Regions from separate parts of the Mustela erminea genome. Here region 2 is linked to region 1. A link is a contact called in public Hi-C data. All regions are on one chromosome and are shown on one strand. The core of a region is the stretch at or near the end of the contact, and the rest is flanking DNA. Distances in the headings are between cores, read along the strand shown.

Evidence for each region. A called contact is a pair of places that touch in the nucleus more often than the background predicts.
Region 2: a contact with region 1 is called in a Hi-C map of skeletal muscle, with 8 times the contacts expected there. The contact joins the promoter of MCRS1 here to the promoter of SPATS2 in region 1. A contact is called at or near these places in 2 of 3 Hi-C or Micro-C datasets (skeletal muscle and spleen).

Annotation. Positions count from the first base shown.
Region 1 is chr6:84,988,470-84,994,604 of mMusErm1.Pri, forward strand. SPATS2 (spermatogenesis-associated serine-rich protein 2) reads left to right here and starts at 2,558. Exons shown (of 13, transcript XM_032348103.1): 1 at 2,558-2,885.
Region 2 is chr6:85,165,552-85,171,725 of mMusErm1.Pri, forward strand. It overlaps MCRS1 (microspherule protein 1), which reads right to left and starts at 3,196. Exons shown (of 14, transcript XM_032348109.1): 1 at 3,034-3,196; 2 at 1,067-1,205; 3 at 564-702. The coding sequence starts at 1,176.

The DNA.
Region 1 (6,135 bases), core at 1,308-3,807:
TATATGTAAAGAACAATGACAAAATTAATCTTTATAACGCAGGTCCAAAAGATATTTCTGAAGCATTTATTCAGTGCCTTTGGAGAGAGAGTATGGCATGGAGAATGGATGAAGGCAGTCCATGAGTTGCAGGATCCCTCTTGCAAACCTCACTTAGCAAGTCATGTATGTGACCCACCCTCCTTCTTGAAGGACTGTTTCTTTTTTTGAGTAAAATTCTTTTTTGCAGAGAATTTGTCCCAAATGAAAGAAAAGAACAAGACTGTGGCTTGGAAAACCAAACAAACGCACAAAATTCTTTTTTGAAAGCACCTACTGCCTCCCCAGGGACTTAGCGAAATATTCCTTTCAATCACATTCAGAACTCTCCCTTAGAGACTTGTTAAATAGGATATTCTCCATAGTGTTAGATTTCCAGTGATGTTTTGACAGCTCTCATAGTTTGGGCCTAGGTATGCTCCTTAATTCACCTCCCTTCTACATACATATCTACATATGGGATATCCATATATAAAAACTGTCTCCCATTAGACCACGGGCTCTCTTAGGAAAGGCATCGAATGAATGTCTTTCCCAACACTGTAAGATTTCCAAGAATAGACTTTATTTTCCTCCCAAAGAAAGTGTATTGGTTTTGCAGCACCAACAGGCCCTACACTGAAGGTGTTTTCCAAAAAACTTTTGGTAGGTGAAATCTGTCGTTATGGAAAAGATCTTAAATCCTATTGGTTCAGGTCCCATTCTTCAGCATGAAGTTCCCCATTAACCAAGGCCATATCATCCCATTTCTACTCTGTATGGGAAGGAAGGGAAATTGTGGAAGAATTAGTCATTCATTCCTGTGTTCCTACACCACTTTGCGCTTTTCTGTTTCAACACTTATTTACATGCTATTTTAGTTAACTATTTAATAGCTTCTATCCTCCTTTACAATTGGATACTCTCCTTGGGGATAATGTTTTATTCAAATTATTTGTAAGTGACCCAAAACCTAGAATAATGCCTACCACTCATTGGGTAGTTATGAATCTAACGAATGAAAAGAGCACAGATATTTGGAGAGTTTGCTTTTTGAATCTTCGAGAAAATATTCAATAGTAAGTACGTATTTGAATCTTTAAGAAAAGATTCAATAGTAAGCAACAAAGGGCATAATGTCCTAACTAGCTGGTTGACCTTGTCTTTTGTTTCTTTAGATCTGTAAATAATATGGTTTGATTAGATCAGGCATTATTAGCCAGGGGTCACTGGGCTCCAGGGTATTTTTGACTCTCCAGCCCCATGCAAAGTTAAACACAAAGGACCAGATAACTTCAGAGAGATCCTACTCCATTACAGGTACTGGGACTTCAACAGCGAAAGCGTGAACAAGCTTGTGCCTATGGTGTCTAGCTGTATACACTCATATACACTTTCAGGCTTGTCGCTGATGATTGTCCAGAGCCCTTAACGCTTTGGCCTCAAAAGCTAAGAACATGGGGCAGATTCTGAAGAATCTTTTCTTTGTTAACTATCTAAATCCCCAGCCTCTGGCCACTCCTAATTGATTACAGATCAGCTGACGGTGGGGTGAGTACTTCACACAAGCCCAGCACAGGACCAAAAGGTGCGCCAATACTAGAGATGGTTCTGGTCCTGGGGTGGTTGGGAATCTGATCACGAAGCCCTAAGAGTATTTAACAGGATTCATGGGCGGCCCAACTGCCCACAACCGCACGAGGGATGCAGACAGCTGAGCAGACTAGAAAACCAACTCAGAAATGGGCATGGGCAGTGTGTCCCGCGGACGAGGTAGAGAATCCTCAAGTGGTTCCAGAGGTTGTCCTGTCCCCGACCCCGCACAGGCCTCTACGGACTCCCAGGTTGCTGAGCGGTCGGGAAGTCCGGACGTCCAGGAGCTTCCGATTTAAATGGCCTTTTGGAGTCAAACTTGGATTGGGGAGGAGGGAAAGGAGAAAGTGCTGGGAAGTCCTCGGGCCTCGGTCGTGAGCCGCTAACTGCAAGGCCTCTTGAGACAGCCAGTCCTTCCTGGGACCTAGAGATCAAAGCCCCTCGCAACGTTCCCCTCGAGGCGTCCGCCTTCGGCAATCTCCGGGCACTTTCGGCTCTTTCCGGCAGTTCCAGCCAGGGCCCTCCACCCTCCCGGCGCGCAGTTCCCTCCTCCCGACGCCGCTCCGCTCTTTCTGGGCCTGGGCTGTTGTGCACGTGGGCGTGAGCTCTGGTCTCAGCCGTCCCTACTCCCATCTAGTTTGTTCCCGACCCCACTCCTCCAATCCCTACTCTTCCTCGTTTTCCCCAATTCTCGGCGACGCCCGAGCTCCCTGAACTCAGGCGCCCAACCCGGCGGGCGGTGCGAGGCGCGAGGGACTGGGTCACGAGAGGAGCGGTAACCCGACGGACTAGAGCCCGCCTTCCGACCCGCGCCTCTCCACTCGCAGATCCCCAGCGCGCGGGCCGCCTCGCGCCCGGGCCTTCGCGCGCCGGTTGGCTGCAACGGCCTCGAGCTCGGCGCGCCGGGTTCGCGCCGGCGCGAGCACGCGCTCTGTGCGCTGGCTGGCTGGCGCGCACGCGCCCGAGCGGGCTCCGGGGCGGGGCGAACAGCGCGAGCCCCGGCGAGGTCGGTGTGGATCCGCCGGCATTCCGGCCCCTAGCCGCGGCTGCGATCCCTAGCCCGCCGCCCGGGCGAAGCGGGGAAAGGGGCGGTGGGGGCGGGGCGGCGTCCGGCTCTGGGAGAGCTGGGGGAGGAGCGCCGCGGCGACGGCGGCCGCTCTAGAAGAGGAGGAGAAGGAGACGGAGGAGCTCCTTTCCTCTTCTCAAACCCTGGAGCGTCCGGGACGCAGAGCCCGGAACTGGGGGGACGCGGCAACTGCGGGGGCGCCGGCTAGGTAGGCTGATGGTACTGGGTGGAGGGGTTGGTGGGGGATAAGAGGGGGGCATAGAGGTGCAAGAGAGCGGGCTTGAGGGAGGGCACGGGGGAGGGGGTAGTTGTTGGGGGTTGGGGTGTGGAGAGGAGGGGGACTTGAGCCTTCTGGGACCTGGAGTACCCAGATTGGTGAAAGGCTTCTGGGGTCAGTGGGGCGGACCGAAGCACACGGGTCCGAGTTGGGGGGTTTCCAGAGGCACAGGCCGGGGAAACAATGGAGTAAGGGGGGACTCTGGTGTGAGCGTGTGTGGGGTATTGGATTCTGAGAAACAACGAGATCGAAAAGAATGAAAGAATGGGTCATTTGGGATGAGTACAATGAATTGGGAATGCAGTGGGGATGCATAAGGTCATCTGTGTGGGTGTCCGAGGTCCTTAGGATTTGGGGGGCAAAGTGGGATTTGAAAAAAAGAGAAAGACATTTTTAGGAATGGGGGGAGGACGGAAAAGAAAATAAGGTAAAGAAAGGGTAGTAGAGAAATAAAATAGATGTGGTTTGATCTTAAAGCGGAAGGGTAGATCTTGTTTGAGAGTACAAGGTAGGTGGACTACAGTGGCATCTTTCTTCTAATTTATCCAGGATGATTGGGTTCTTTTGGAAGGTGGATCTTTCTCAGGCTGGTCCCTCTGCTGAGCAGTGCAAGCTGTTCTTTTAATAATTCGGCTATCATTTATAGTCCGTTTCATTGATGAAGCATGCCTGTAGTATTTATTTCTCCTGTGTTCATTAGGTAACTGTATGTAATATACCTGTGGTTAATGAAGCAGGGGAGAGCATATCACCAACAGGAGGCATCTTGCTTTGATGAGTTAGGTCAGTGATAATGCAGAGTTCAGGGTGTTTGGGGGGAGGACCAAGAGTTTATTTTCATGTAGACTAAAAGGTGATGAAAAGCCTTGATAAAATCGAAGTTATCTATACTTTGTTAGCATTGCAGTTTCTCACTGAGAAATGTTCATGTACTATCTGCTACTGATTTTATGCTCCTGGGAGAGTTTGGGTTCTGCCTCAAGAAATTCTTGATGCTGATATCAGATTATCAGGCTGCCTTATACTTTCCAGTTTGAATAAAGGTGACTTGAAAATACTGTGGGAAAGTATTTCTGGGGTTATGATCTTTGCATTGATCTTCTTGATACTTGGATTTCCAGACCAAATATTGAGTGGTACTAGATATAAGATTGCTGATTTTGAAATAGTAGTTACCATTAAGTGTTCATAAATAGTCAGTGTTAATCTTTTTATTTATTGGGTATTAAGTTTTGCTGACTCACCTAAGATTTCTGGGAATTTATCCATTTATATTTCTGGCTAGGTCTTGGATGGCAGTATTAGACTATAAAGATCCAAAAGTAATGATCTAAATTGTCACTTTTCTTGTATCTTTTTTTTTTTTTTTAAATTTGACAGGCAGAGATCACAACTAGGCAGAGAGGTAGGCAGAGAGAGAAGGAAACAGGCTCCCTGCTGAGCAGAGAGCCCGACGTGGGGCTGGGTCCCAGGACCCTGGGATCATGAACTGAGCCAAAGGCAGAGGCTTTAACCCACTGAGCCACCCAGGCGCCCCTACTTTTCTTATATCTTAAAAAAACTGAACAAAGCAAGGAATGTCTTCACTAGTGATAATGTGGCTCTTTATTGACCTCTCAACAGTGGACTAGGCAGGGTGCTAAGTTTGTTTTGCATGCATTATCTCATTTAACTTAATCCTCAGGGTTATCTCCTATTTTATAATGAAGAGGCTAAATAATTTACTATGGTCACAGAGCTGGTAAATAAAGCCACATTCAGACCCAGCTCTGTTGGATGGCTTCTTTAAATCTTCACTGCCTGATTGTTCTACATGCCATATCCTTCCTCCTAATCTTCGTTGTAGTATAATCATCATGAATTGGTCAAAACTTAGGTCTGATATTGATTTATTTAATTTATTTATTTTAAAGATTTAATTTATTTGAGGTTGGGGGAGAGGGAGCATGCGTAGGTAGAGGGGCAGAGGGGGAAGCAGGCTCCCCACTGTGTGGGGGATTCTGGACTGGACTTGGGGCTGGATCCCAGGACCCTGGGATCAGGACCTGAGATGAAGGCAGACGCCTCACCCACTGAGTCACCCAGGCACCCTGATAATAGTGATTTAGATGAATATTGGGTTAATGGGGGTACTTCTGTAGAGTTTATAAATGTTTATTGCTCCTGGGGATTTAACAAATCTTCTGGGGTCCACATAATAGAGCTGACCTTGCTAAGGGTTTGATCTGTGAACACACTCGTGTTTGGTCTAGTGTACTGCCGAGTACTGTACCTAGGTGGCGCTTTTCCTTGTAGAAGTCAAGGCAGCCAGTTGTGGAGTCAGAACCAATTAACGCTGGAAAACAATCGAAAACTGCTCAGAGCTCAAGTGCCCTCCCAAGCACCTGTTGAGTCCGCAGTTGGTACGGGCATTATCTCTAAATATAGACAGGATCCTCTTAGAAACCGGGAGTGAAACAAGTAGAACTGAGAGAAACAGCTGGGGCCTGAGGGAGGAGCCATAGGTTGCTGGCCAAAACATCAGCATAGCCCTGAGGGGTTGATCCAGGGGTGTAGAGGGCCTCAGATACTAGTGCCTGGCAGGAGGGGAGGGAATATTTATTTCTTGAGCATTTATGTATTCTAGGCACTGAACTCAGTGTTTTATATATATCACTTCTTAAGGTCTTCAAACAACCCTTACAAGGTAGATGTAAGCATTATCCCTATTTTTCAGATGAAGCTCAGAAAGGTTAGGTAACATGTACAGATCACTTAGAGCCGTGAAGGAAGTTTGTATATATTATTATTATTATTACTATTGCTTGCTGTTTCCCATTGCAGAGCTACAGTATTAAACTTGGGAAGTTTAAGTCACTCTTAGGATCCACTCTGCTTCCTGTTAGAAGTACAACTGATTATTTCAATCTTGTTATTTCCATTGGAAACTGGAAGGAAGAGCTTGGTTTTCTCTGACTTAATTGTTGGGAAGGGGAGCCCATTCATTATTTAGTAAATAATCTCCTGTAGAATATAATTCATCTTCTTCAGTTGCTTGGTGTAAATCTGTAGCAACATGAAAATGGCATGTCCCTCCCTCCTATTCTGAGGTCTTGATCTTCAGGTAAGTCATCTAGGCTGTGCAGGATGGCAGTGAAGCATGTCTGTTACAGACTCCTACCACTTTTCTTGATAGATTTTT
Region 2 (6,174 bases), core at 1,946-4,445, 180 kb after region 1:
TTCAGGCCTTGAGCTTCCTGTACCGTGCATGGCAGCCCCAGTCCCACCCGACCATAAGCACCACAGGCAGGAGCTCAGCCTTCTAGCTCCCTCCATGCCCGAAATACTTCCACATGGAGCTTATGGGGTCTTCTCTTTGCTGGTGGCACCCTCAACCCCAGAGTGGAGGGCGGCCGGGGAGCATACCAGGAACCCACTCTGCCTGGTACGGTGTCTAGGGCCAGAGCGATGCCACCTGGGGGTTATTTTTACACCCAGCAATGCTGGGAACAGGCTGTCTGCTCCCAGAATAGATGCATGCTCTATGCCTCCCACACAGAATGTGATACAGGACGCACTGACAGTGTGTGTGTGTGTGTGTGTGTGTGTGTAGGGGGGGCGGGTGCGGGAAGAAAGGGGGAATAGGGAGAAGTGAGGGCTCCCAGAAGGGAGGCAGCTGAGGTTGGGGCTGGGGCCACCAGATTTTCTCCCAAGTCTCCTCTGCATGGCTCCTGCCCGCTGGCAAAGGTGATAGGGAAACACAAAATCTGGCTCTCCTGCCCCCGCATCTCACAATCTCTCACCTTCTTCTTCTCGCTGGAGGAAGGTTCACTCCCTGAACAGCGGCCCGGTTCCACACCACTGGCCCCCTTTGCCCGGGTAGAGGACTTGGCCAAGCTGCTCTCCACCAGCTCATCATCAAACTTCTTCCTCTTGATGAACCTGTGGAGGGTCCTCCTCTGAGCACCCCTTGCCCCTTCCCCTTGTACCCATTCACACACACCCAGCCCCTGAAACGGCGCGGGTCCCGGCTGGGTGCGAACTGCTCTAGCGCCCTGGACAGGGCACAGAACTGCTCTATTCCTTGCCGCTGAGATGACAGGGTACCGCACCACAGATTTCACGTCAAAGACCTAAGATCTCCCTCCCTTGCCCACATCCCACAGAGAGGGACTTGGCAGGAAAAGCACAAAGCTCTGCCAATACCCAGGCCCCATAGGGGCTCAAGCAACCATTCCCAACAGAGGTAAAGGCACGCAGCACCTAATGCCCTTGCCCAGACCCTGGCCCTTTGAACCCTTACTACCTGGAGGAGCTCCTCCGTTTTGGGATGGTGCCCAAGGCCTGAGAGGAAGCCCGCTTCTGCCCTGCCAGCGACTCCTCATCCTCTGAGCGGCTGGCAGTGCCTGATGCCATCAGAGATGAATCTAGCAGCCCCTGAGAATCTAGAAAACAAGAAGCGGTGAACTCAGGTCTCCTAAGTGCCTAGCAGAGCCCTTAGCCTCCGAACACGGGACCCCTCCTCTGCCCCTCTTCCCCCGACCCTCTACCAGCCCTCCTGACCCTTCCCCTGCTTTCTTGACATTTGAAGTTTTCTGGTGGGAGTTCCTTGGCCATCCAGATCCCATCTGGGCTCAGACCTGGCCCAGACCTTCCTCGCTGGGCAGTTCTCCCGGTGCCACGTGTCATGTCGTGCAGCACATGGTGCTCAGGTCAGACTGGTGATGCCGACACACCGGGCTCTGGGCATAACTGCTCCCTCTGCCATCAAAATGCAGCCAGGCCAAAGAGCGGCAGCTCAACAGCAAGTCAGTCAACTGCGGCCTCTGCCGAGAGGTACGTGGGTGGTGCTGGCCCAGGGGGAGGTGGCAATGCCCAGCCAGGATGAAAAGACATACGTGCCAGGCACGGGGTAGAATCAGCAGATGCTTGGCGCCTGAGCGTTTGGGGAGCTGGCCTGGCCTCATACTACCTTTGTCCATCCTCTTACAGTCCCAAAGCCACTGGTTCCAAACCACAGGGCTAGGAGGAAGGGTCCCACAGGCTCATCCAAGGATTCTGACCAGGTAAGCTTAGAGGCTGAGAGGAGATTCTGCAAAGGAGAAATGAGGCTCCCTGAGGCACAGGTTTCCAACGGGCCAGCCTCACCTCCTTATACTGGAAAGGCTCCCCCAGGATCCCACAAGCTAGGGAAGACACAAGAAGAGACACAAGGCTCTATTTCGCCAGTATGATGCTGATAAACCAACAGCTTTCTAAGAGTCACCAGCATCTCTGAGAATATAAAAGCTACGCCCTCCAAAAAAATGTACACATAGCATGTTAGTGGGTCCATGGACCTCTATGATTCTACTCAGAGTTGCAAGGTAAAGGGCCTCGACTATAAACCAACACGAAACAAGGGATTACTGGTTCACTTCTTATTGTCGCTGCCCACTCAGTTCAGCAGCACCCCCTTACCCTCCCAAGCCAAAGCAGGGAAACGGAGATAGAACTCCGATTAGCCCATCTCGCTCTTTTCGCCCTCCCTCCCCCACAGCTCTGGCTGAAGATTCAGTGGGTGGTACCGCGTGGAAGCTAAAAAACACGGTTTGGGAACTGATTAAGTTATCAACCGCCCTGGGGCGCCTGCTCCTAACCCCGGGAGAACTCTGGTACTGGGGACTCTCTGGGGCGTGGCGCTTGCGGGCCCCGCCCCTTCAGACCCGGGCGGCACTCCGCACAGCTTTCCCGCCCTGCCCCCAGGTGCGTTAGTCGAATCGCTCCGCTCTGCAGAATACCGCTGATATCTTGACACCTGGGGAGCAGGTGAAGGAACTGATTCCACGGGCTGACTGAGGCTAGGTCTCCACCCACTATTTTCTTCCGCCCCCGTTCTCCACCGAGTGCACACCCAAGGTGGGGGATTAGTGCAGGTCTGTTTTTAGAGCTCGGGACGACAGAGGTGAAGTCAGCCCTGCAACTCAAAAGCAAAGCACCGAGTGCACCCCGATGCTTTCGCAGCCGTGGTTTAAGCCCCACGGGCTGGTGGCGAGGGAGGGAGAGTAACTCCCAGGCCAAGTCTCACCCCACCTTCGGCTTGCCACCTTTGCGCATGCGTAACATCTCGGACCAGATTCTGGTCCGGTCCGGCCCACGCATGCGCAGATTTTCGGGGCGCTACTGGGGCGGGGCCCCAAACATTGTGGGGGGTCTTTCCCCGGAGCACTCTGGAAAACTCCATCTCGCCCAAACTCTGTTCAGAACCCTCGGAAGCGAACCGCGAAGTCTCACCATTCCTAGGCTGCCAGCTCCAACAATTTCTCCGCGGCGACAGCAGCAGCCGCAGGGCCAAACCCGGCTTCCGTGAGTCACATCTACTTCCGGGTCTGAGAACTAGGGGCGGCACGATCCCTTCCGGTTCTCTCCGGGAACGTGACGAAGGGGGCGTGGTCACAGCGGGGACTGAGTCACAGTTTTGCTAATAATCGAAATTAAAGGTTTTCCCAGTTGGGACAACATAGGAGGAAGCGTTAGGGATTCCGGGTCCCAGAAAGATCACTCGCTTGGAGAGAGTGATTAAAGGGAAAGCCGAGACGGGGCGGGATAGGCGAGGGGCGGGTCTGGGGTAGGGCTGGGCCGGGAACTCTATTTCGGCTTCTGAATTCCCACAGGATGTAAGAATCTGTTAGTTTGGGGGCGACTGTGCATTGTTTGCTGCGCCCAGCGATTTTTAGAGAAACTACTCTGTGTGGGGCTCTGTGCTAGGCACAACACAAGGAGAGAGACGATGTGGAACTCGCTCCAGCCAAGAGGTTTGGCGTACCCAAGTCGGGGAGGTTGATGTCTCAGGAACGGATGGAGGGTCGTGGGCCTGGTTCCTAGAGGGTAGAGGCCCTGAGGAAGGCCAGGGTCAGCCAGATCCCACCAGGACTACTGGAGGCAGTTGTGGATCCCGGTGGGTAAGTGCAGAGGAGATTGCCCTGGAGGGAAGCTTGGGGTGGGAGGACAAGCCTACAGGCAAAGTCTGGGGATAAGAAACCAAACAGACCTCTCAAGAGGGTTCCTATTTGTTTTACCTCTCCTTGGAAGGGCACAGAAGTTTAGTAGCTCCAGGGAATCATATCGCAGCTCAGAATAGGGAAAATCCCAATTCCAAAGCTGTCCAGGAGTTAGTGGTGCTTTCAGTGTAAGTGTCAACCACATGTCACGGGGACATTGCCAGTGGATGCTAGTATCAGAGGGGAGGCCAGCCCTTCTGGCTCAGACAGTGTATGATAAGCTCTCTGCTTCATAAGTACTCACCTCATTTACTGGTCTGTGATCTTACTTAATGAGTAATAACCTATTTTGTCTTCCCTGAAAGACTGTGTTTTCTGATAAGAGGTGTGTAGACTATGGGAGACTTCAAGATATCATATGGTATCTATCCCAGATGAGAGTTACCATGGAAATTTCTAAGAAGAGGACAGTTGAGCTGAGATTTGACAATTGATAGGCAGTCAGTCGTGCAAAGAGCTTGGTTATCATGAACTAGTAAGGGGGAACAAGATAGTTGCAAAGCAGAAATGACTTTGGTGAGTTTGAGGAACAGGAAGGAGCCCAGTACGGCTGGAGAAGGATGATCAAGAAAAAGAGGGAAGTGGGGCGCCTGGGTGGCTAAGAGGGTTAAGCCTCTGCTTTCGGCTCAGGTCATGATCTCAGGGTCTTGGGCTCGAGCTCCGTCCGCATCGAGCTCCGCATCGGGGCTTTCTGCTCAGCAGGGAGCCTGCTTCCTCCTCTCTCTCTGCCTGCCTCTCTGCCTACTTGTGATCTCTGTCTGTCAAATAAATAAATAAAATCATAAAAGAAAAAAAAAAGGAAAAGAAAAGGAGGGAAGGAGATGAGAACAGAGGTCATCAGGGCCAGATCATATTAGCCCTTGTAGTTCATGCTATGGATTTGGACCTTTCTTTCTAATGTTTTAGAAAGCTCTTAAAGGATAACAAGTGAAGGCATCCTTGCTGTGATATGACTTAATTTTTAAGATGATCCCTCTGGCTGTTTTGGGGGAAGGATTGTAAAAGAGGAAGATCAGATAAGAGGCTACCTTGTAGCAATCCAGGTGAGAGGTAGGTCCCGCTGGTTAGCTGGGTTGTGGGGGCAGGGGAGATGGACAGAAATAGTGGCTTTGATTATTTTTTGGAGCTAGAACCACAAGGACTTGCTGATGGAGTGGATAGGGGATTCTCCCTCCCTTCCCTTCCAAGGATAGGACCTAGGTCTTATATTCAGAATCCAGAATCTGGCCCTATCTCATTGGTCCACTCTCTCCTGACCCAAGACCTCTTGAGGCCGGATGGCTGGGCCTGAAGACCCACAGGATCTCCTCTTGGCAGGACCAGCCAAGAGGATCCTTGGGTGAAATCAAACACAGCTGAGAGGAAGTGAGAGCGGTTTATTAAAGATATATAGTGTAGATATGGACATAGCATCCAGGGGAGTCAGCAAAGAGTGAATCTTCTTACTTGGGGTTTGGGATTTTTATTAGAGGTGGTGGTCTGGTATTCCTGCATCCAGGAACAAAGCCAAGTGTTTAGGTGTCTTCCAAAAGTTGCTTATGCCCTGGAGCTAGGGGTCTTAATGAGTCAGTCACTGGTCTTGGAAAGTGTTCATGACATCCCACCCAGTCACTCCCTAGATGTTATCTATTGTGCTAGAAGACTCCAAAGAAATCGTTAACTTCTTGACCTTTACAAGGAGTGTGTTGTCTCTCCAATCAGATGGCTCTTCCCTACCCCCTGAATTTGGGGCAACCCATCAAGTGGAAGCCAGAGGGTGGCACAGGTGGAGAAAGGGATTCACCCAAGGCAGAAGAGAAGAGATAAAAGTTGATTGAATACACTGCAGAGATTTCCTAATTTCCCCTGGATCTTTGTTCAGCCACTCAGGGCCCCAAGCTGCTTGCTCCCCCTGGGGATTAGAAAATGGTGGCTAAGAACACAGGCCCTGGAGTCAAACTGTCTATTTTAAACTTCATTTTAAATCTCACTAAAACCTGGTGGTTTTATCATCTGCCGGCTTGTGACCTTGAACAAGTTACATCTCTTTGTCTCAGTTTCATCGTCTGTGGGGAAATGATAGTCCCCACTTCATAGGAGGGTTCTGAGGAGTAAATTACTATTTAAATAAGCAGCATATAGCAAATGTTTGAAAATGTTAGTGGTTGGTACTGTTCTTAGGGCTTAGGTCTTACTGTCACCTGCCAGGTCATCAGTATAGGACCCAAATTGTGATAGCATGGCCTGTCCCCGTTCTGTCCACTAGAGAAGGTCCAGTTTCCCTCTCATCTGAAGCCACTACCTTTTGAGCACTCAGAGGACCAAAGGATCTGCTGTTGGCTCAACTATACAGTCTTAGGAAGTCAAGTTTAATAAAACTGTTGACTAGCAAAAA